6 separate regions of the Mus musculus genome follow, and regions 1, 2, 3, 4 and 5 are each linked to region 6. Evidence: chromatin contacts called from public HiCAR-type, HiChIP or PLAC-seq, Micro-C and promoter capture Hi-C data. All regions are on one chromosome and are shown on one strand. Each heading gives the region's core, a stretch centred on a gene start, on an enhancer-like site or on the middle of the called end of the contact. The rest is flanking DNA. Distances are from core to core; before and after follow the strand shown.

Evidence for each region. Promoter capture Hi-C pulls out the DNA fragments that hold promoters and counts their contacts. A called contact is a pair of places that touch in the nucleus more often than the background predicts. HiCAR-type assays count read pairs that join an accessible place to other places. HiChIP or PLAC-seq counts read pairs in DNA pulled down with a chosen protein or histone mark.
Region 1: a promoter capture Hi-C map of hippocampal neurons shows a contact between it and region 6, with 7 times the contacts expected there. The contact joins the enhancer-like site here to the promoter of Nrp2 in region 6. A contact is called at or near these places in 4 of 39 promoter capture datasets (the 3T3-L1 cell line, embryonic stem cells, hippocampal neurons and 1 more), 2 of 15 datasets of contacts at CTCF or cohesin (the NIH/3T3 cell line and pro-B cells), 8 of 484 Hi-C or Micro-C datasets (bone marrow-derived macrophages, cerebral cortex, cortical neurons and 2 more), 17 of 115 datasets of contacts at active chromatin or transcription factors (the NIH/3T3 cell line, bone marrow-derived dendritic cells, bone marrow-derived macrophages and 13 more) and 2 of 9 other capture datasets (embryonic stem cells and pancreatic islet).
Region 2: an H3K4me3 HiChIP or PLAC-seq map of embryonic limb bud shows a contact between it and region 6, with 8 times the contacts expected there. The contact joins the enhancer-like site here to the promoter of Nrp2 in region 6. A contact is called at or near these places in 13 of 39 promoter capture datasets (the 3T3-L1 cell line, embryonic stem cells, frontonasal cranial neural crest and 6 more), 4 of 15 datasets of contacts at CTCF or cohesin (the NIH/3T3 cell line, embryonic stem cells and stem cell-derived epiblast-like cells), 32 of 484 Hi-C or Micro-C datasets (the HL-1 cell line, the N1E-115 cell line, bone marrow-derived dendritic cells and 11 more), 28 of 115 datasets of contacts at active chromatin or transcription factors (SST interneurons, astrocytes, bone marrow-derived dendritic cells and 14 more) and 4 of 9 other capture datasets (adipose tissue, embryonic stem cells, liver and 1 more).
Region 3: a contact with region 6 is called in a Micro-C map of embryonic stem cells, with 2.5 times the contacts expected there. The contact joins the promoter of Ino80d here to the promoter of Nrp2 in region 6. A contact is called at or near these places in 4 of 484 Hi-C or Micro-C datasets (the HL-1 cell line, embryonic stem cells and uterus), 3 of 115 datasets of contacts at active chromatin or transcription factors (embryonic stem cells, microglia and pancreatic cancer cells) and 1 of 9 other capture datasets (adipose tissue).
Region 4: a contact with region 6 is called in a promoter capture Hi-C map of second pharyngeal arch cranial neural crest, with 6 times the contacts expected there. The contact joins the enhancer-like site here to the promoter of Nrp2 in region 6. A contact is called at or near these places in 11 of 39 promoter capture datasets (the 3T3-L1 cell line, cranial neural crest, embryonic stem cells and 6 more), 1 of 15 datasets of contacts at CTCF or cohesin (pro-B cells), 5 of 484 Hi-C or Micro-C datasets (the C2C12 cell line, embryonic stem cells, nephron progenitors and 1 more), 12 of 115 datasets of contacts at active chromatin or transcription factors (astrocytes, bone marrow-derived dendritic cells, bone marrow-derived macrophages and 7 more) and 3 of 9 other capture datasets (adipose tissue, embryonic stem cells and liver).
Region 5: a contact with region 6 is called in a HiCAR-type map of kidney, with 3 times the contacts expected there. The contact joins the enhancer-like site here to the promoter of Nrp2 in region 6. A contact is called at or near these places in 6 of 39 promoter capture datasets (the 3T3-L1 cell line, HPC-7-derived erythroid cells, hippocampal neurons and 3 more), 2 of 15 datasets of contacts at CTCF or cohesin (the NIH/3T3 cell line and pro-B cells), 7 of 484 Hi-C or Micro-C datasets (the AML12 cell line, DN2 thymocytes, adipose-derived mesenchymal stem cells and 4 more), 20 of 115 datasets of contacts at active chromatin or transcription factors (bone marrow-derived dendritic cells, bone marrow-derived macrophages, cardiomyocytes and 13 more) and 4 of 9 other capture datasets (adipose tissue, embryonic stem cells, liver and 1 more).

What each region holds. Positions count from the first base shown.
Region 1 is chr1:62,213,763-62,217,753 of GRCm38.p6, forward strand. It overlaps Pard3b (par-3 family cell polarity regulator beta), which reads left to right. Exons shown (of 23, transcript NM_001081050.2): 13 at 2,661-2,793. Among named protein-coding and RNA genes, the nearest start is that of Pard3bos2, 80 kb to the left of the region's middle. Within about 2 kb of position 1,844, at least 17 of the 459 cell types and tissues checked have an H3K27ac peak or open chromatin away from gene starts, as enhancers often do. A contact at or near this core is called in hippocampal neurons, where this site is marked.
Region 2 is chr1:62,381,681-62,385,305 of GRCm38.p6, forward strand. All of the region lies in intron 18 of Pard3b (par-3 family cell polarity regulator beta), which reads left to right. Among named protein-coding and RNA genes, the nearest start is that of Gm34881, 140 kb to the right of the region's middle. Within about 2 kb of position 1,526, at least 15 of the 459 cell types and tissues checked have an H3K27ac peak or open chromatin away from gene starts, as enhancers often do. A contact at or near this core is called in embryonic limb bud, where this site is marked.
Region 3 is chr1:63,111,994-63,115,527 of GRCm38.p6, forward strand. Ino80d (INO80 complex subunit D) reads right to left here and starts at 2,274. Exons shown (of 12, transcript NM_001114609.1): 1 at 2,218-2,274. It overlaps Ino80dos (INO80 complex subunit D, opposite strand), which reads left to right and starts at 2,478. Exons shown (of 4, transcript NR_045915.1): 1 at 2,478-2,551.
Region 4 is chr1:62,324,172-62,328,172 of GRCm38.p6, forward strand. All of the region lies in intron 16 of Pard3b (par-3 family cell polarity regulator beta), which reads left to right. Among named protein-coding and RNA genes, the nearest start is that of Pard3bos2, 190 kb to the left of the region's middle. Within about 2 kb of position 1,385, at least 4 of the 459 cell types and tissues checked have an H3K27ac peak or open chromatin away from gene starts, as enhancers often do. A contact at or near this core is called in second pharyngeal arch cranial neural crest, where this site is marked.
Region 5 is chr1:62,445,369-62,448,854 of GRCm38.p6, forward strand. All of the region lies in intron 19 of Pard3b (par-3 family cell polarity regulator beta), which reads left to right. Among named protein-coding and RNA genes, the nearest start is that of Gm34881, 79 kb to the right of the region's middle. Within about 2 kb of position 1,618, at least 5 of the 459 cell types and tissues checked have an H3K27ac peak or open chromatin away from gene starts, as enhancers often do. A contact at or near this core is called in kidney, where this site is marked.
Region 6 is chr1:62,701,517-62,705,369 of GRCm38.p6, forward strand. Nrp2 (neuropilin 2) reads left to right here and starts at 1,801. Exons shown (of 17, transcript NM_001077404.1): 1 at 1,801-2,761. The coding sequence starts at 2,689.

The DNA of each region.
Region 1 (3,991 bases), core at 594-3,093, 490 kb before region 6:
GTGCTTCCTATAGCGCCTGGGATGCAAGGAACCCACTTATTGAACAGTAAATTGAAGGCAGCATAGGGGAGGTCTCAGTCATCCCTTCTTATATATGAGCACATCGGAGTTGCTTTTAACAAAGATGCCTCAACCTAGAGAAAAGGATGGAAAAGGCTGCCAGAGTGCCATGTTCATGCAGACAACAAGGACCAAACAAAAAAGGGAAAGAATGAGTGTGCTTTTAATACACTGTGAGATGCTTGTACCTTTCCTCTTCCCTCATCCCCGATCTCTGTAAAATACACGTGAATGGCAGTGCATGGGTGTGATAGCCCAGCTTCTGGAGTCTGAGAACTTTGCTGTGAGCATTCTCATCCTTAGTTCCACAGGCTAGCGTGGACTGGGATTGACATTATCCCATCAGAGGGAAGTACTCAGTTTCAGTTCCTTACCCATCCTCACCTGTGTCTTGTTCACCAGGGGATCGATCAGGAATAGGAACTGTTACAAAAAGCAGTTTTTATGAGGACATTTAAACAAGATCCATTTGCTTTCCCTAGGATTTGCGTGCTCTCCATGGGGAGCGAGCAGGCACTTGTCTCTTAGCTATTGAGAATCTTTGTGGTAGCCATAAAGAGTAAAGAGTATTATTGCTTATAAAGACAGAAGCCTAATGTACAGCTTATCTTTTATTAAATTTCAAGAAAATCAGCTACCTTGTCTCCCGAATCTTCTGCACTGTGTCATGCATATGCTGTGCACAGTGTATGCTGTGCGCACCTGCTTTTCCATCTATCCCCACAGAACATCAAGTGCCCTCTGGTCCATAGAAAAGCATCCATAACCCAGAGGAGGTCTATGCACTGCTCAGACATCAGGGCGAATCAATTAGTTAGATTTGGCAAGAATGCCAACATAATTGCTGGAACATTATACTGATGTTGAAAAGAAATGAAGGCACTGCTTAAGAAAAGTCAAAATATAAAGTTGTTGTTTTTTTCCCCCACATTAGCCAGTTGTACAAGATAGGTAAACAGTTTTGATGAGAACCTCAGGAAGAATACATAATGAGCCCGTGATTGAATCAGAATCATTTTGAACAGAAGCATGTTTTTCAAAGGATGAGCTTCGGCTTGAATTGCGATTCTGTTTGTGCCTAGAGACTTGGTATTTAAAAATGGGTTATGACCTGGTTTTGTTTTTCCCTTTCCCAAAACATTTTTTTCTCCCGGCTGCAGCCAGCTCATCTTCGCAGAGGCAGAACATGTTTAAAAATCCATTATATTTTTTATTGGCTGGGACACTAATGGAGGCCTCCACGACAGCTCTATTTTACAGGCTGGATGCTTTAATTAGGCCGGTTACTGATCAGTTGTTGGGACATTGATTGTGTCATTTATCAAAGAGCTAGGAAAGCAGAAAAAAATTGTTTTTGTTCTTGTTGTTATCGTTAAGTGAAAATAGGAGGCGATGCAAGGCAAGTCCCAACCCTCCTGCCTGCTGGGACTCCAGGTTTACCATAGGAGCCGCTGGTCTCCTGTACCTGCTTTGGTTGGACTAGCAGTACAGCAGGAGGGTAACTTGGTAGGTGTGCAAGCACTGCTAGAAGCCTGCACAGGAAGTTAATAGCCCTGCGCAGCCAAAAACATTTTAATTATTTAGGATATAGAATAGAAGTGAATGCTTCAAATGTTTTGTTTAGCTAGATACTGAATTTTTCGGGAACTAAAGAAGAAAAAATAAGACCAAATGCATTGTTTTAGCCAAGCGCTTTCCTGGAGGAAGGAGCTTGGGGAGTAGGTCTGTGTTTGCAACATGTGCCTCTCACAAATGGCCAAGGGAAGAGCTACGAAATGACTTCCAAATCGTTTATTTCCCTGAAACCTGTTAGGAAGACAAATAATAGGAACAAGGAGCAAAAGAAGGCTCACTGCACCACAGTCTCCTTGAAAACATAACTGAGCTTTCTGTCACCAGCTGCCCCCTGCTCCTTCTCCATCACCTGGGGATGATGGTGTGTGGGGTGTTATTCTGGATACAGCAGTTTGCAGAAAACTGTGAATTTGTTTGCAGACTGTCAGAATGCAAACAGGAAAGGGAAATATAGAAGAAGAAAAAAAGACTCTAGGGAGAACCACTGTCTGGTCTTGTCACAGCCATTACTTTAGCATCTGGCCAAAGGCCTGGGGTCCACCATGGGAAACAACCACGACATTCTGGTGACAAATACTGCTTGGGTTCTGACTTGTCCTAGAGCATATGCACTTAGCTAGGGAGAGAGAGAGAATGGCAGAGGGAGCGAGGAACCAGCTGGTTGGCAGAGAAACACCCTTGGCATGAACTGTATTCTCATATTGACACTGCCACAAGCTGTACTCCCAGATGGAAGAGAATTTGAAAGAAGGCAGTTGTAAGTGGGGGAAGGAATAATCAAGGAAATCCTCCTTTGTGTTGGCTATCAGCACTCATAATCCTTAACACTACAGTGTCCATGCTGTCCTGTTCCGTAGCGAGAGATGTTTGATCTGATAGGGTTATTTTGACTCTGCACTATTAAAGATATACATATGTGCCTCAGTCTTTCAAGATGATTCAGACAAGGACCAGTCTTGCACTCAGCTTTGGTTGTTCAAATTAGAACGTATTTTCAAAATGTAACTTTTGTTTCTGTCTCTTAGGAGCTTTCAGAATGTGGAGCACTTTCCAGACCAGGCTTTGAGAACTGTCAAGAAGCTCTGAGCACCTCCAGGCGAAATGATAGTAGTATATTATATCCGTTTGGCACCTATAGTCCACAAGATAAAAGGAAAGGTAAACACTATCCATTTTCATCTTCTTCAAGTAGAGCACAAAACCACACACACACACACACACACACACACACACACACACCACACACACAAATGGCTTTTCCCTGAGAAGGAGGAAAAGGTATCGGGGACAAAGAAAAGTTAATTAGGCAAAGTGTAGACTTTGTCACTCAGAGTCATGAGCACTGAGGGGTGGGTGCGAGAGCTGACTCAGAACCTGTGAATCAGATTCCTGGCAAAGGCTCCAGTTTAAGCGACAGTTTCTGTGCTTGCTGCCCCAAACATGAGGATTTAACATAAAACAAACCATGACTGGAGAATCGAAGATGGCAAACTGTGAGGGTTTTGAGGATCTTTTTAGTCACTGAAAGTTACCAAGTCACTTTAAAATGGCATGGATTTACATGAACCCACAGCATGGTCATGATGTGACTCCAAGCTTGGTGCTTGGTTCTGAGATGAATGTGATAAGTAGTGGAATAGCATAGCTTGGGGCCGTCGGCACTGCACGGCAGCTGGATCTTCCTGGTGTCTTATAACGCCTCTTATTACAGGAATGGATCACATTTCAAGTAGACTCCTGGGTTTTCGCCATTGTTCTTTCAGGCTTACCCTCCGGGTCACCAAGAAACTTGTTTTATCTTCCTGTATCTGCTTTCTTTAATAGCTTTTACTTTTTATATTGCAAAAGCAATACATACATATTCATTGTCGAAATTTTAGAGGAAAGCATTAAAAAGAAAATTTAATATTACTCATCCCTCTATCTATCAAAGCACCTAATCAGTAACATTTTATGTAGATCTTTCAAATCTTCTCTACATGCAAATATGCATACATAAAATGAAATGTGCTATAGGTAATTTCTAAGAATTCTTTTTTCTCAATTGATAACACATGATGAATATTTTATGTATCAATGAACATTCTATAGCCTGGTAAGCAGGGGTTCAGTGGAGATAATAAACATTATACGTCAATCCTGCATTTTGAGACATTTAAGATGTCACCAAACTATAATGATGCAGGAACAAGTCCTGAACTCTGATGGTATTATGTCTGCATGGGCTTGTAAATCTGAGATTGTGTGAGCATTAAACTATTTCCTCTGAATAAGTCACTGAGGTCCAGAATTCCTCTTAAATTTTTCCATTTTAAGTATTTGCTGTTTGATAGCTACTGTGTTAAGCAATTTACAT
Region 2 (3,625 bases), core at 276-2,775, 320 kb before region 6:
CTACCCCTCCCCCTCCCCCTCAGCACTACCCTCCCCAAGCACAGGATCACGGGAAATGTTTTTGATATGGATAAAAGAAGACTAAGCAGGAGGGATCGAAACCACATATTTATTAGTATGTTCAGATAAATTTTACCAACTGTCTGAGGCAATCTTGTAGGCATTAAGAAGGTGTGGGCGCATAAAACAAATTACTGTTCCAGCTTTGAGCCTCACAAGTTCCAAGAACTACTGAGCAGGTCAGACATGAAAAGAAGAAAAACCTGGCTGTCTTTACCAGAAGAATGCATCCTTGAAGAACTGAATGTCTTTAAAACCTCTCCAAGACTAGCCAGACCAATGTGAAACATTCCGGAGTTGAAATGAAATAAAGACCTCACTTCTTTATCTTAAAACCACCTTGGGTCTGAAGTTAAATCTCTTCAGGTGTGATAAAGCTGGTGGGAAACTTAGACAAATTACCAAAACGCTGGAGACTGCAAGACCCCAAATAGGAACAATATGAGAGGGGGCAAAATATACAGCTGTATTACTGGAGGATTTCTGAGACTCTGATCTGATTGTTAGTATTTTATTTTTGTGATTACTTTTGATTATAGCAAGGTTTTACTACTAAAATTTCTGCATGCAATATCAAAACTATTTTTCAATCTAAAAAATTTTACCTGAAATACATCATTTTGCTTGAGTCACCATGTTCTTTGAACCTTATTCCATCCTGGCACTAACTTTTTCCTCTTATTGCTATGCATTTTTGTTTTATAATACAAGTTGGTGGGAAAAAGAAAGAAAGAAAGAAAGAAAGAAAGAAAGAAAGAAAGAAAGAAAGAAAGAAAGAAAGAAGAAAACATCAGGCTTCATTTGATAGAAAATTGCTTTCCCCAATCTTTTCTGGAATCTCTTGTCTGTTACCCAGGCAATATCTATATTATTACTTTGCCCTCAAAAGCTTTTACCAATTTGCCAACACAAGATGACTAAATCTCTTTTCTTTTATCTGGTTTTTCATTAGGAGGGAAACTCCCCCAAATTCATTTCTCTCAGCTTTTTCTCACTGCTAATCCCCACGTGTCTCAAGTGTATTTATAATAAATACCCTCATTATGAGTAAGGGCAGTCCGTTTTCTGCATTGCCTCAATTTCTTATGAAAGCTGTGCCAAATGACCAAGCGCCCGTCCCCCACAGGAAAGCCTGCCCGTGGAATGTGGAATATCTTCTAATTGCCCTCAATGAATCAGCTTCGTGCTTGCTCTTATCTCTAGCACCTTCCCCGGCTTTCTGCTGATAGCCACTAACGTGCAGGCCAAGCATGAAGGGATAAAGACGGTGTGACTCTCAAAAAGCCAGCCGGAGAGTGAAGTTTGTGAGCTGTTTCGATCCTTTACTTTCATGCTTCTGACATGATTTATCTTAACCAATTTGCCTTCAGACATGGCTTGCTATCTTTACCTTCAAACATATAACTCTGGATCCGCCAGGGCCACTTGGACTCTTTCAATTGTTTCTCCTGCCTTACACATAGGCCCTGTGTCAAAACATCTTGTATTAATCAGCCCTCGGTGGTAACTTTAAGCAAGCAATATAAGCACTTTCTCTGACCATCTGTAAAATTAAGTAGTAACTACAAAGCAACTGACACATTCCTTATAAAAGCATGGGCTAGCCACCCTGGCCTGGCTCGCAGCTGTGGCGAACAGCATGCTTGTGTCTGTCTCCTGACCGTGTGTTTTCTTTTCTGTCCTTCTGCTCCTGCCTTCCCTACTACCCCCAATATCTCCCCTTTCTCTCCTTATCCCCAGGCCTGACCCCACTCCTCACACCTGCTCTGGCCCCATATAATACAGGATGTTTTAATATACCATGTACATGGAAGAAAACGGAAATTGGAATTGCCAACTCTGAACTCGCTCTTTTCAGTGGGGGAACGAAGCTGAGCCCACAGCAAGGAGGCTGTGTTCTTTGTGGTGGCAGCAGAGTGGTTGGGGGTTAGGGAAATAACATTTAAGAAACAAAAACTTCTAGCAGATATGTGTTTGATCTTTGAGTGGGGGTACTGCTGGGCCTTATATATTTTAAACATGAGATACTAAGAAATCCAAACATTGGGGGTAGGAAATGTTAGCTGGTTTTCATTTTGCTTACTTTTGTATTACATTTTATTTATTTATTTTGTGTGGCTATGGAGAGGGTTGCTCATGTACCATGATGTGCATGAAGAGGCCAGTGGAGTTATCCTGAGGGGTCCTATGGATCCTGGGCGTCAAACTCAGATGGTCAAGTTTGCCAGGAGCCATCTTGCCAGCCCTGGCTTTGTTTTGTGTGACACACAAAAGAGGACATAGAGACCATAAAAAGGTTCAAAGCTTATTTGAGCTTAGTGAGCCCAAAAAGACCTCATTGATAATGGGGTGAAGGAGAGAGACAAACTCAGATTAAAGGACCTATGATGGGCATTCAGAAGTGAAGAAACAGAGAAGTAAGCATGACACCTGGGAGAATGGCAGGTTAGTGGAATGACTTAGTCCTGCCCTCCACTTACTCACTGAAATGATACATTTATTTAACATAAGTTTTATATGACTCAGCAACTTTAGAAATGCAGACTCATTGTAAGGAGCCATATGCATTTTATGCTGTTTGATCAAAGGCAGGTGGTCATAGGAAAGAATGGTTGGGACAAAGCATTTGAATTGAGGGCAGTAAATGGGGGAATGCAAGGCATGTCCAGATTCTTTTGTGTCCCCGTGTCCTCAGTGAAAGCATCCCTTCACTTTAGGGACACAGTGAACATCTCATGTGACCTATCACAGCAGAAGGGCAACAATTTCCTGTATGTCTTACTTCAGGAGAGAAAAGCCAAGAGAAGGTCAGAGGTCAGAGAGACCTTCCTGCTTCAGCCATTTTGTTGGGTGGCAACTTGCCACATTTTGGAGTATAGTGTCTCAGATTCTACTAATTGAATATTTCATTTTTTTTATGTAAATGAGTGTTCTGTCTCTCTGTATCTGCATGACAGAAGAGGACATCAAATCCCATTATACATCATTTTGAGACACCGTGTAGTTGCTGGGAATTGAACTCAGGACCTCTAGGAGAGCAATCAGTGCTCATAACCACTGAAGCATCTCTCTAGCCTCCCAGCTGAATATTTATGTAAGAAGTTAGAACACCACTTACTTCTATGTACCAAGTGTTTCTCTCTCTCTCTCTCTCTCTCTCTCTCTTTCTTTCTTTCTCTTCTTTCCTCCCTCCCCATTACCCCCTTTTTCTCCTTCCTGGCCTTCCCCTACCTCCCTTCTTCCCTCCCTTCATTCTCAGGAGCTTAGAGAAATCAAACCAGAAAAGCTCATGAGCACAGTAGAAAATGGGGGCTGAAATGAAATAGGGGATCAATGAAAATATGGGATCCCTAGCCTCAGAATACTGCTTCCTGAAGAGAAATTCTTCCCTGGAGAAGATAAGCAGTCAGAGAAATGAGCAAAGCACATGATAGTGGGGAGCTGGCCCAATATTGCCCGTGGACACCACCCATTTAGATGACAGTGAGGCTCATTCACCAACAAGAGCCACCAATGCAGGCAGAAAAGTCTACTACACTTTACAGGAACGCATGTTTGTAAATTA
Region 3 (3,534 bases), core at 1,024-3,523, 410 kb after region 6:
TGCTAAACACATACATGAAAACACCCTAGTCAATAAGCAATTTCAATTAATCAATAATGATAAAACAACCAGTACAAATAATTTGCATTTTGATACCAAATCCATACCATCTTCAAATATCAAGACTTTCTTAGGCACAATTCTAAATGACTGGGTATCTAAAAAGGCGCTCTCTTTTAGACAAAAGCAAAGAGTCCTTGGAATCCTTACAATCCTTGTAAGGAGCCTCAGTGTGATGCCTGACAGAAGCCAGCGCAGACCAGAGCATGGATTATCCTGATGCTCTGCGATGGTCAGGCAGCTTTTCACTAACTACTCTGTAGACTGGACCACCTCTGCCAGCAACCTCCAACCTGCAACCAAGCAGGACACAAGAGCACCTGCACACACACACACACACACACACACACACACACACAGAGCCCCAAGCTCTGAGAGAAATATGGAAATTTCAAAAAAGAACTAATAAAAGAAGTCAAATGAAGTCTCCACACATGCCCACACTGGGGCTGGGGGTGGCAGGGCCACATTGCAATTTCAACATAAAACAATACCCAGGTGAGGTCAGTTGTAGCCTCGATAAACAGCCTATCCTTGGAAAGAAAGAAACTCTTGATTTGGAAACTTAAATTTACTCCACGAAAGAAAAAGAAGAGAAAAAAAGTTCCAGAGCTGATGGCACCAAAACAGAACCAAAAAAAAAAAAAAAAAAAAAAATCTAGTTCTTTGACAGGGTAGGCCAAAGCCAAACTCTAATGTTCGGTTCACAGGGCTCCTCCACAGACAACACCACCCCCAAACTGGAGCAATGAGAACTTTACGCTTCCATAAACCCCCGTGGTTTCTATTCTAGAGTGACACCTAAGGACATCACCTAAACCGAAATAGGCTCAGAACAAATCGGGCATTGCTCCTTGCGCTGCAGGTAGACCTTACTTCCCCAGGCGCCCAGCCCTCCAGGTCCTTCCTCCCAGTTTTGAATGCTCTGTCTGTCAGCCGAGGTCTCCCCCATGGCTTCAGCGTCTGAGTCGGTTCTAACCGGACAAGTGACCAACTAAGAGGGGTAAAGTCCTACCACGGAGGGCAGGGGACTGCTCCAGAAGCCTGCCTGGTCCTGCCCCTCTCCCTGACAGTTTGCTCTCTGCTCTCTTCTTAACTACCTTCCTGCCGGAGCTGTCCAGAGAGGGAGACTGAGGACCCAAAGGAGTCCGGGAGAGAAGGTGGGGGTAGTAATAAAGACACAAGTAGCACCCCCACAGCTCCTTGGTGGGGTGCTGGGTTTTTTAAAAAGGGGGGAGGAGGGGAGGCCGATGGACCCTGACTTTGCAATAGAAACAGCACCTGAATCTACCTCCTCCCTTCCCCACCCCCGAAAGCCCAGTCACTAACTAATAAAGCTAAGAAAAACCCCTTGAAAACTTTTCCAAACCGGAAGAGACGGCTTCTCCCCGGGCCCTGGAGCTCTTGGGGAATGGGCTGGAGTTGGCAGCCCCGTCGGGGATCGCGGGGAGCGGGGTGGGGCGCGGCGCGGGCGAGGGGTGCAGGGGCGGAGTACCTTGAACGGACAGGAACTGGCAAAGAGTTTCGAGCCAGCCGAGTGCTCGCCCCCCGAAGCCCTCGGGGGTCCCGGGCGCTAGGACCGGGGCTCCCCGGAGAGAAGGCGGCCTCCAATTCGGGCCTAAAAGGAAACTTTCCGGGCCGCGGCTGCACCTGACTCCTCGCCGCCCCTCCACCCCACGCCCGCCAGGCCGCCCGCCCCGCCCCGGCCAGGCCGCCCAGAGCGCCGTGGAGCGGGGGGGATAAACAAACCCAACAGTTACCGGAATCCGGGGGGCCCCGTCTGCGCGATGCCCGGGGACGGGGTGCTGCCGCACGGTCCCCACTCCGAGGCCCCGTCGCCCCGGTCCCCGCCGCCCAGCCCTCCGTCCCGCGGGAGAGCTTGGGGCCGGCGCAGGATGCAGCCCGCCCGCCCGCCCCGAGGCCCCGGGGGACCCCAGGGGCGCGGGAGGCCTGTGGCGCGGGGGCAGGGCGCGGCCGCCGCGGGGCCCGAGGCCTAGGGCGCCCCCCCTTCCGCAGCACTCCTGGGGCCCGGCCCGCGCAGGCCGCGCCGCTCGCCGCGCTCAGGCCGCCGCCGGAACCCCCGCCGACGCTGCCCGCGGGCGTCCCCGAGGCCCCCGGTGCCCCATCCCCCGCCACCCCAGCGCCGGCCCCACTCACCCTTTCATTCTCCGCCCGCGGCCTGGCGTGGGCCGGCGAATCCCCGGCCTCACGTAAGCGCGCTCGCCGCCCGCCCTGCCTACGCGGCCCAGCCCGCCGCCCTACGGGAGCCCGGGGATGTGGGCCGGGCCTGGGGCCGCCTCTGCTTACCTTTCAGCTGCTTTTTTTTTTTTTTTTTTTTTTAATTTTTTTTTCCTCCTTCCTCCCCCTCAACCCCCCCTCCCTCGCCTAGGCTGACAGATCAGAGAGGCGCTGGCAGTGGACTTAGGGAGCTCGGCTGCTACTGCTCCCTCCCTGGGCTTCGGCAAGAGTCTTTCCCTGTCTAACACGAGGGGTGAGGATCATATTTTTATTTTGGAAACTAAAAAGTGCTCCCAGGGTCGGTGATCATTAAGGGGAAATCCCTGAATATACTCTCCAGCCAAGAAGGCAGGGCTGCCCGCCTGCACTAGAAGAGGCAGCAGCCTCCTACAGCACCACTACAGGCACCGCGAGGACATAACACCACAGAGCAGTTCCTCTGCCCTCCGAAACGACAACTTTCCTACCATCTTGGAGGCAGAGGAGAGAGGGGCCAAGGGGAGAAGTGCACCGGCTCCAGCCAGATAAAGTCCAAATTTCTACCTCTCATCGCTGGAAAAAAGCCCATACTTGAGAAAAAGCAGGGAAGAAACAGAAAGGAGGTCGTGTGCTCCGTGGTGGGGAATGTTTCTGCACCTTCTGATGGAAAGAAATCTTTACAAGACACAGGTTTTACGATATTATTGTTTTCCATGTTAACTTTTTCCATAAGGGTGACAGTGGCAGCTTACTTTTTTTTTTCTATTTTTTTTTCTTTTTTTCAGGCTAATAATGATTTTTCTCTATGGCAGGTCCAAGTTCTGTATCTGGTGGCCAGTCTGTAAATTGGCACTTGAGAGACTTAGAGGTCACGGTATTGTCTTTATTTAATGCTCGTTTATGTTGTATGTATTCGTACTTATGGTTTCATGTATTAGAGGTAAGATTTTGTGGTTTTGGTATCTGAGGAACTGAGGCTGCTGAGAGTCAATTGTAAAGAGATGGCTTTTGTCTTCTCTCAGAGCAATGTAAGTAAAACCTATTGACTGCCCAGAAAGGCATAATACAGCTGTTTATTTTTCACGGTGCAAATAGAAGTAGTGTGTATTTAAACTCTCAGGACAGCTGAGCAAGCCAGTTCATCTATCAGCCCAAGAAGAAAGATGACTCCTATAAACCTAGCAACAGATTGAAAGATGCCTTGGATTTTCTTCAAGTAAAATTATTTATTAAGAATTATATCTAGAATTCCATTTC
Region 4 (4,001 bases), core at 135-2,634, 380 kb before region 6:
CCCTTCAAGCTGTCTTTTGTGTTTCTTTGTAGAGGAGTCTAACCCAAATGTAATGACTGGACTTGGTTTTTCTTTTTACCTCACCTTCTAGATCTCCCCACTTTCATTCCCAATGATAAATTTAAAGGTATCCCAGTGACTTGGATAAACAAAACAAAACATTTGGATTTGTTTTGTTTTGTGTTGTTTTTGCTGTTAAACTATTTTCCCAAATCGCCCAACTCATGTTTCTTAATTCTAAGCAAGAGTCTTCCTTCATGATTGGGATACAGTGCAGGTTAAAACAACATCAGAATTTTACCATTTTTCTGTGACAAAGAATTGTTAGATCAGTCGAAATAACTGTCATCATGAAATAAACTACAGCATTGTTTGTGAGGGTGTGGAGCTCGGGGGAAGGAATGTTTGTCCCTGACTGGTGAGATGTAAATTAATCAAATCATGAGAGAAAGCACTATGGATAAAGATTTCTTAAAATATTAAAACTACAACAAGCATGTGGTCCAGTGATACCAATCTGGGGTATGTTGCCCAAAACATCCAAATCAGCTTCTATGAGCCCTTGCTGGTCCAATAAATAAAGAATAAAGGGTGTCAGAGAGTAAGAGAAGAGATGATGCCTATCATTAAAATATAATATAGGCATATATAAAACTCTTATAGTAAAGTCTCTTACTTTGTTCAATTAATATAATCGAACACTTTTAAAAAGTTTCCTGAATTCACTTAGGTATAGGTCCTGCATTGCTAAAATCACTTTCTTCTCTCCATACAAAACCCAGAGCCCTCAGTAAGTAAGAGCCCAGAGCACTTACATCACTATGGCCAGAGACTTGTGTCAATCCAGGAATTCTTATTAATTTAGTTCTTGCGAACTAACTAATCAGCAATAAAGGGTTTGCACTCTTCTCTATCCCACAGCCTGACCTGAATAAAAATAGACTTGGACTTTTTTTTTTAATCCAAATTGCTGTCTGATAGCTATTCTATACTGTGTCTTTTAAAATAAGCACTCATCTGACTTGAAAATCTACATTTTAACTGTAGTGAGTTATACATAACATAAATTCTACTGTTGTATTTTTAAGTGGACAGATCAGCAGTGTCGCGTACATCAGACTGTGGGGCCTCCAACTTCAAACTTAACCAGATAGGAGGCTAATTCCCTCTTCCCAGCATTCCCAGCAGGCCCCCTGCCCTCCCTACCCTCAGCAGCTGCTTCCACGCGCTGATCTTCTCAGAGTGTTCCCTCCGCACCCATGAGAGCTAAAGCAGTCCTTACCTTGGGGAAGTTTCTCAGATTTCTAGAAAAACTTTCTATAAGGTTGGGCTGTCATGGTGTGAATTCAAAGGTTATGTCAGAGGTTAAGCTATGCAATTAAGTCAAGAAAGCAGAGCATTCTAGTAGCTGACATTAACTTTTGAAAAGAGACAGGATTAGCTGTAGTTAGTCACATACAAACTGCACAAAATGAACAAAAGGGGAAAAGGTATTTTACCAGCCACCTCCCTTGAAAGAAAATCGTTCCATTGCAGACCTCTAATTTCTCAGCCTAATTTTGTTACTTCACTGAGCTCATTATCCGTGCCAGATATGAACTCAGCAACTGATGCATTGTGACGGGTTGTTTTTGTTTTTCGACTTTAAAAAATATTCCCTCCCTCCCTAAATAATTATCTGCAAATTAACCTTTTCTCTTACTGGAATATTGTGGGAATAGAATAGAGACCATACAAATTCGTAAGCAAGACTCTTCAGGCAGGAGATAAATTCTTTCGGGCCACGAGGGGACTATTTATTAAATGGCTGCAGCAGTCCACTAAATGGGCCCCTTTTGACCTGAAAGAGTTAATGCTCTATTGAAAGTGTCTGAATTGTCCCCAGTTTTACTCCCTTGGAAGGCTCTGACCCATTAATAGCAGTAATAATAATAATAGAAAACAATCCTGTTCTGCCTCCATTACTCTGCAACCGTTAATGGTATCCTAATGTTTTCTATTCTTTAAGTGTAACTGAAAACTGACATTCGGCCCAGCTAAAATTTCCAATGTAGTATGTTTTTTCATTATCATTTTTACACACCGTGCAGGATGCTGAGTAAGGAATAAGGCAGAAGCTTATAATTGGTCTTTTAAATCATCATAAACATTTATTTTTCCCCCCATGGCTATTTCCAGTGCCAATAACTCAGCTCTTCGATGATGGAGGAAACTATTTAATGATGCATCACAAGCCCCTTCTAAAGTTCTTATCCAGAACACGGCAGAGGCTACAAAAACATGGCCTATTGTTTGTTCAGAAGTTGATTTTAAAATAACAAAAATAGCTGCTTTTTAAAAGAATATCAGCAGTGAAGCAAGTGTTCCTCTGTGTGTGTGTCTATGTACATGTATGTTTTTTAGAAAAGCTTTGTGTGTTTTGTTTATAATTTCTTTCAATAATTAGAAAGTAAAGCATAGCTTTGCAGTGTTTGAAGTAGAGATGGTGTCCCTGTGTTGGAAAGCTACATCTATAAAAAGGAGGAAATGTCCATGTCCTCTCTGAGAAGCTTTTGAGATAGTGGACAGCCTTCCAGATTCAAAGTAAAGATTAGTCATTGTCTTTGCTGTAGAGCTAAAACAAAGACCAGTTTGGAGTCTTTGTGTAGTATATGTTCAGTACTAGGTGAATTCCAGCTGAAATATTGTGTTCTTACAAAGCCTGTGCCTGGTTCATTGTCCTCAAGAAGAGATAGGTGTGTCCCTGTCACTGTGTTTGAGCCAGGGTCATGGATTTTAATCTGTAATGCCAATGGAATTCATCATAAGCAAGCTTATCTGGCAGCTACAGTCCCTTCTAGTCTCTTTCCCTTCCTCTCCGCCAACTTCATCTCTGCATCTCATCTCAACCATAGATCTCTCTTCTCACTACCAAGAATACGATTCAGTGGTCAAGGTACTATCTTGCTGACTCTCATACTGTCCTACTCTGTCCCCGAAATGTCTGTAATGCTACTTCTGTTTAGAGTCCTTTTCATCCTGCCCATGTACCCTCCATATCTTAATATATCTATTTGTTTAGATTTTGCATTTTTACTCTTCTATAGATCATTGCTTTCCCTGTAGCAAGTGTTCTCTTGTTAAATCCAGTGCTAGTTGATGCCTACAACAGAAAACTCCATGAACCCATTAACAGCAACATACAACAGTTGAGAAAATCCATTTTATAACATTTCTGTATAATGTCCATGTATAACACTTCATCTCATCATTAAAAATATCTACAGACTTAGCTTTACTATTATCTTAGTTACTTACTGACTTATTATCCAGACTGTGCCTCAGTTTTATTAGCTATAAAATGATGATAGTATTAATGTAATTTGAGGGGGTTGATATATGTAAAATTACATAGAATAAGCATAACACAAGTAGCCAATATTTTTTTTACCAATATCATCAATTTTATTATTCTTTCATTATCCCACTACACAGATCAAAACTGAAGTCCACAGAAGGTAGAACACTAAGGTTCCAAGTCTTCCATTCCCAGGTCTACATTGCAGGTCATTCCTGCATCAAACCCTTTGTTGTCAGGCACATTTCCTTATAGTAAATTTATAAGAGATTTCCTAACCCTCTTGTCCAGTAGTGCTGATAGAGCACGAACTCTTCAGACATTGGCCCCTCCTCACTGCAAAGCAAGTGAAAGGTACCCATGGAGAAGTAAGGGAAGTCTGTGCACTCCAGTCTCACCACGTGACACACACTGGGTTTACTCTTCCATCTCTACAGTCTAGAGCCACACCTCCAATTCACGTGATCATAGGGAGTTTTTGAAGTCCTTGCCGACAGGAGCGAGAACTGACATTTTCTCTGTGTATGTTTTCCCTCTTCATATTGATAGTGTGTCTACACATACTTCTTGTTACCTAGAGAATGGTCCTTTCTCTTCACAGAGGAATCAGGGATTAGACTGAACAGATCAATTTAATAAGACCTTTAATGTTGGGGAATTTTTC
Region 5 (3,486 bases), core at 368-2,867, 260 kb before region 6:
TATATAACACTCTTCTTGGAGTATGCAAGGCCAAGTTTCTCACTCACGATTGTGTAGTGGGATTTTCTCATCCCCTATTCGATTTCCTGAGTTTATGATGTGTCCCCTTTTGACCCAAGTCAAACGGTCCATGGCAATGAAACCCTGCATTAAATAAACTCATCATTTTTGTTCATGCTTCAGTGACATGGGCCATAATAAAACATTAGTTTCAAAGGTCTTTATTCACTGCTAGATGATGAACTCAATATAATATGCAAAGATTATTTGTCCTGGCTAAATTAAATTAGCATTTCCCACACATTCAGATTATGTAAATTAGTATCATGAGCTGACAGCAAGATTGTTTTAACATGTCATTAATTTTAGTTGTTTAATTCTAAGAACTAAGCTTGTAATCTTTTCTAAAGTATGATTTTTTTTTAAATCTTAGGCCTGTAATGTAGTTAAATACTTGTCTCCTTAGTACCTTCTCAAGACAGGTAAAGAAAGGTTAGAGAAAAATACACCCCTAGACATGTCATTCCTTTTTTACTTAGGATTGTTATATTGACTAACATATCTCCATTGACACCAAAGACTGATTTCCATTAAAGTCCCATATTATTGACCCAGAAATGAAAATTCACTAAGTGTGACTTCTTACTGAAACTAGAACAACAAAAAAAATTAATAACATGAAATTTAGTTATTCCAAGACCTCCCATCCCATGGATACCATGTCAAGGTTTGCTTTGCAGGGAGACCATTTGTCACATTAATGAAACATCACATGTTTGGATCGTATTAAAACCTGAGTGGATAACTGAAGACACTGGGACCACAGTGTGTCCAGCTTCAGCACCGAGAAGCCTGGAAACATATGGGGCTCGTTCTCAGCCACAGACCTAGACAGAATGCCAGTGAGGGTGAAGCTAAGATTGAGGAAAATTAATCGGTCTCGGTGTCTGGATTCAAGATTCTTGGTTTTCTTTGCTTTCAGAATGCCTTCCAAGAAATGCAGAGGCTTCTCCCTCACCTTATCGGCTGGCTGCTTGTCTTCCCTTAGTTTGAATCAATACATGTGTTTTTGATATTTGGCAAACCAAGATTTAATTATGCAGCTGCAAATTCTCCCACATAAACAAAATGCATCTTAGAGATAGAAAAACATTCAGAAACCATTTTCTAGTTTGAGAATTCAAGTGGGTGAAAATCTATTCCCAACCTCTTCGTATTTGATTTAATTATGGAGGACTTTTATGTTACTGGAAATTGAAATGAGAACCAGAATAAGTGTACAGTTTTTCCAACATTTGTTCTTTTTTTTTTTGTAAAAAGAAGGTAGATGCACATTATAAACTGAGAAGGTAGTACATCATAAATTAATATTTTAGCTGTAACTCACATACTGACTGAACTCTGAATCCCACATAGAGCAACAAATGAATTGACAGGGTTTTGCCACTATTTTACTCTAAAAAGGAGTAGATGTTTTATTAAAGAAAGCAGAAGGTTGATTTCTTTAATTTGCCAAGTGACTCTTGATAATTAATTATTTGCTGAGCTTAATCTTTGGCACAATTTAATCTGTTGAAAACACCCATGTTTTGGCATGGTTACATACAAATGATTAATTCAGCATGGTTTGACTTGTCAATGAATACCCCTGTCTTTTGCAGTAGAATTTGCTGGGTCCCGTGGTTTGGGCAAAATAAAATGTTGGAATGATTCCCAGTTTTAATAGTCCCAATTTATTATTACCACTGAACCCTGATCAGATCATGGACTGGATTAGATCCCAGTTTTTCAAAATACCCCAATTTATGACTCCCTTAGAATTCTGACTTTTTTTTTTAATGTATTTGAATGGGACTTTGGTTGGCTAGAAAAGACTTGGTTAATTACTTGTGGATTCTTATTAGATCATCCCACTCTGTGGAAGTTATGAAAAGCATACCAGATAGCATTTCTCAGGACAAAGTCAAGTTCTCCTTTTACGCTGACAGGAGGAAGTGATCAGGTTGCTTGGTTTCATAGTACTAAGCATCTGCAGTCACTGGGAAGAGGCTGTGTTGTATGGCATTGATTACAGTTGGACTACGGTAGAGGTAAAGAGTGAAAACGGAGGCAACACACAGATGATGGAGATGTGGGCACAACTCACGATCAGCCTTTATTCAATGGCAGTTTCTCAGGATTACCCCCCATTTACAGGGGCAAAGTGTAAGACCAGGGGTGCTATGGTTGAGTTAATACATGTACTTTCATCTGATCACTGCAACACATATCTTCCTAGAAATGCTGATGGTCACCAACAAAACTTGGCACATTACAGTATTCTTATAGACAAGTGATGGGCACACCTACATCTACTTGCCACGCCAGCATTTTTTATGAGCCAAAATCCTTTTATGGAGTTTGAATCAATGTTAGAAGTGCTGTATTAGCAACCACTTGTCAGCTGAGCTGGATTAATACATAGAATGAATCACTGGACTGGCACGCTTTCCAACAGTCATTTAGGGAAGCATCTATAAAGCATACCTCTTGAGCCTTGTTTTAAAAGAATACTTCTGTATGAATATACCCTAAAGTAGCATAGCACATTAGTATATGCAATTGTAGCACTGTTGGAATCTATTCTAAGGAAGGCTCTAAACTATTCAGAGCGATTCTCAGAAATGTTTAGAATCATGATCTAACTTTTAAAATGGGAAAAGTTTCAGTTGATACAGAACACTGGTTTTAATATACACATATAAAATAAAATATATTTGCTATTATCAGAAAACTAGTAACTCACTAAATGTTATGTCAATGGAGAGTTGTGTTTTAGTATAGATTGTGTTTAGCAATAGAACATTTTCTGTGAAAACTTTGGGGAGTATAACTGTTAGAAAGCCATTTGAAGACTAGAATTTATATCTAAGCATCCAATGTTATATTTTTATGGTAAAGAATAAACGACATTTAGGAATGTATTCATATTGCCCCCCAATTTCTTACCATAATATGAAATGTCAATAACAAGTATTTTGCTTGGGGAAAATGCTTTTTAATTGCTAAGATCTTTAGAAGATTTTTTCCCCAAAATTCAGAAATAAGTAAAAAGCTAATGATTCCAGAACATTTACTGTAGACCTATTTAGAACTGTGGTAGTAAACTTACTAAAAGTACTCTAAATATGCAGATGTATCAAAATTTTTAGAGATCAAAGAACATTCTAGAATGCTGTCTCATCATCTTTTCTTATTTGGACACATTTTATATTGTATCCTGCTTTGGAAAGCCTCCATGATAGCACATCCATTCTGGAAAGCAAGGTCAGGTATTGTCGGCATCATTGGCAAGCTTTCCTAGTTGTTTAACTATTCAGCTTATTGTCTCCCAGAACCTGCCTCCTCGCATACCTCCAGCACATCCTTTATCTAGAAACTATGACCAAGGCCTGAAATTATACTAAGAAAATGTGGATATAGTTTTTCCATATTTCTTAAGAAACT
Region 6 (3,853 bases), core at 551-3,050:
TCGGGGTTGTCATCCTATGGCTTCCCAATGGGCTTTGGGTTTCTTTCTCTCTCCCCAGTCATCTCTCTGCCCTTTGTCATGTTCTCAGAAAGCTGCTGTGTGCATCTCTAGTCTAAGTAGGAATGGTTTTCTATGCCTGGAGAGCAGTGGGGTTGTGACACTAAGTAACTCTTTCCTTGCAGGCACTGTTAGTACAGATAGCGTTGTTTGTTCTTGGATTAGTGTTTTGCCAACAACACAAGCCAGGATTTGAACTTAAGGTCCAAACTCCAGGCTTCCCCTCTTCCTTCATCGAAGAACCCAGGGAAGGGAAAGAAAGGATAAAGGAAATCAAAATTAGCCCCTATGAGTATTTGAGTGGTGCATGCGTGTGCACGTGTGTGTGTGTGTGTGTGTGTGTGTGTGTGTATGTGTTGCTCTCTGGAAGAACTCAGAGGGCCTCTAACTCCAGCCCTTTGCAGCCAGGCAGTTAAGATTAACCATGTGGTATTCAGGCTCTGGACTTCCACTGGAAAATCCCTCATTTAACTAGTTGCAAATCACTTCTGATTCAATTTTGTTTGTGTTTATCTCCATGTAAATAACAGTTAAGTGAGAGTTACAGATTTTTTTTTTCAAACACTGGCTGTGATAAACAACGCTAATGGCAAGTCCAGATAAGGAGAGAAACCACCCAGAAGAACCCATAAGTCCACGCTAAGGGGGAAAAATGGTATAGTCAGATGTTCATGTCCCTTCTCACCCAAACTTTATGTTTCCTAATCTTCAGACTGCTAGGAAGGGGACTGAAAAGGTTGCCAGGTGTGCTCTGTTGGATCTTGATCATGGTAAAGCAAGGGTGCCTGGTGAATATGACAGTTGGGGATCACCCAGCCACCCTCAGAAACAAAGATGCAAGTGTTTTCTCCAACTGTTAGCTTATAGCGCCTTGAAACAGTTTTCATGTCTCCACTTAAAAATAGGTAACACAATGCTATTTTCTTTCTGTCAACATTGTGACCACAATACCTTGGGGAAACATGAACAGAAGTAGTTACAGTAGCAGTCCAAGAGGCCTCCCTGTACCTATACTATGTTGGAAGCTTGAAGGTGTATTGGGTGGCCAGGGGTGGGGGTGGGGAATTTAATTGCCCGGAGAAATTCTTTATTCAATAAAATCGTCCCTCGTTTACAGATAGTTACAAGTTAAGGGCACATGTTGAAGTAAATCCTAACCCAGACCGCAGAGGATCCTGTTTGGGACACAACAAAGGATCTGAGAAGTAAGCCCAAGAAGTATTTGAGGTTTGGTTCAGAGAAGGCTAAAGGCTGACTGTGTGTGTCGCCGCCACGCTTTGCTGCCTCTGGGAACACAGAGCTGAGCCGCGGACTGGCTCCCTACGCCAAACGCGGTCCGCCACCCAACTCCTTCTGTAACGCCATTGCAGGTGGCATTGTGTTGGATTCTGAGTGTGTAGCATCTGAGTCTCGGAATTTAGGGGAAACAAGAATTTCCCGGGCTCCGCGGAGTTTCCCTCCGGCAGAGGCAGCGCGCCCTGAAGGGAGGGCGCTCCTTGCTCCGGGTGTGACACACCCGCAGCCCCGCACGAAGGTGCGTGGGGCGGGAGGGAGGTGCGGACTGGGAGAGGGGCGGCAGGGTTGCGTGGCACCTTAACTTTGATCGCGCGGCCGCGGGGCTGCGAGCCACCGCCGCCCCGCCCGAGCTGGGTGCCGCGGTCCTCGGCTCTGCGCCGCGCGTCTCCGCGGCTGCCTCTTTAATCAGGAACACAGAAGGGGCGGGCCCTGAGCGGGCGCGTAATCGGATCGCTCTGCCGCGGCTCTGACATCCACATGCTGCTCGGCCTGAAAAGGCGAGGGGGGAGCCGGAGGGGAGGCAGAGGAGGCGAGCAAGGCACCAGCCTGCAGCCCGCCCCCGGCACATCCTCTGAAGCACAGACACTCGGCCGGGCGCTGGGCGAGGTGGAGGTGAGGGCGGGCGCCAGCGAACTCGGAGAGCCGCTCGCACACTCGCGGGCGATCCCAGCCGCCGCACCCGCAGCAACACCAGCAGCACCGGCCGCAGCAGCTTCCTGCCTCGCACTCCCCTCCAGAGACTGGCCAAGCGGGTGTAACCGCCGGGGGAGGCTCCAGCTTAGGGGAACCCAGAAAGGACAAGAGCCGGACGTCTGACTGCTTACCACTCCGCCTGTCCAGCGGTCGGTGCCTCTGCCCGCGTGTGTGTCCCGGGTGCCGGGGGACCTGTGTCAGTTAGCGCTTCTGAGATCACACAGCTGCCTAGGGGCCGTGTGATGCCCAGGGCAATTCTTGGCTTTGATTTTTATTATTATTACTATTATTTTGCGTTCAGCTTTCGGGAAACCCTCGTGATGTTGTAGGATAAAGGAAATGACACTTTGAGGAACTGGAGAGAACATACACGCGTTTGGGTTTGAAGAGGAAACCGGTCTCCGCTTCCTTAGCTTGCTCCCTCTTTGCTGATTTCAAGAGCTATCTCCTAGTGAGGTGGAGATATTCCAGCAAGAATAAAGGTGAAGACAGACTGACTGCCAGGACCCAGGAGGAAAACGTTGATCGTTAGAGACCTTTGCAGAAGACACCACCAGGAAGAAAATTAGAGAGGAAAAACACAAAGACATAATTATAGGAGATCCCACAAACCTAGCCCCGGAGAGAGCCTCTCTGTCAAAAATGGATATGTTTCCTCTTACCTGGGTTTTCTTAGCTCTGTACTTTTCAGGACACGAAGTGAGAAGCCAGCAAGGTAAGCCCTTCAAAGTTTTTCTATTCATTTTTACACGGTTTCCCCTTTAAAGGCGACAGCTAATGGAGAGAAGCCACTGAGAAGCGCTCATGAGGAGGCTCCCTCAATACTCAATCATTTAAAGGGAGATCTCAGCGGCCTTCTTTACACCACCAGGGCTGCTAAACCCAACTTTTCTCTCTTGCAAAGGGAGTGTGTGTGTGTGTGTGTGTGTGTGTGTGTGTGTGTGTGTGTTTTGTAACAGAATTTGGCGGTGTTCAGATGTCACATATGGACTGAATCAAAGGTTTAAAAATACTACAAAGCCTTTGCATTACAGTTTTGGGGATTTTTTTTTCCTCCCTGTCTTGAAGCAGAACACATCTCCCTTGAGTTTCCTCAACCTAGCCAGTGAAATATAAATCATTTGCATTCCCTCCACTTAGCTACATTGAGCAATGTTAGCTGAAGGGCTTGGGAAAAAAAAAAAAAAGCAAGAGTCTAGCTTTGCTTTTCAGATGTGTGGATTCTTTGCAGACTGGGTGGATACATCTCAGAACCAGAGGGCTGAAGCTGGTGAAGCAAGCCAGCTTGTGACCGAGATGGGAGCTTTCCCGTGGGCAGTTGATGGTCCCCACTCTCTCCCGAATCCGTGTGTTTTCTGGGAAAGCGAATCATGTTCTTTAAATTTTTTTCTTAAAAGATAAAACAAACTGTATGACCCTCGGCAGTCTCTCCTCTTGTGAAGTGGTTAGAAACTTTTGAGTGGAATTTATTCTCAAGCACTGCCAAAAAGGGTGTGTGGACACGGGCTGCAGAGATAGGCACAGCAGGGCCTAGGAGAGGCCGGGGGCCAGCTCTTGTGGATTGCGACAAGGGCTACCTCTCTGAAAACAGGTCTCTGGTCTCTGGGAATGCGGTTCTTCCACCCTGGGACTGCTTCTGGGGGTGCTTCCCTCTGCTCTAAGACAGTGTCTGGAACCTGAAAAAAAACTATTAGCCTATTAGCGTTTGCTCCTACAGGTGACTGGGGATAGGGTACCATCTACCAAGGAAATGGGGGAAGAGAGAAGGAGAGAGGAAAGACAGAGACAAAAACTCGGAGAAGTGCTA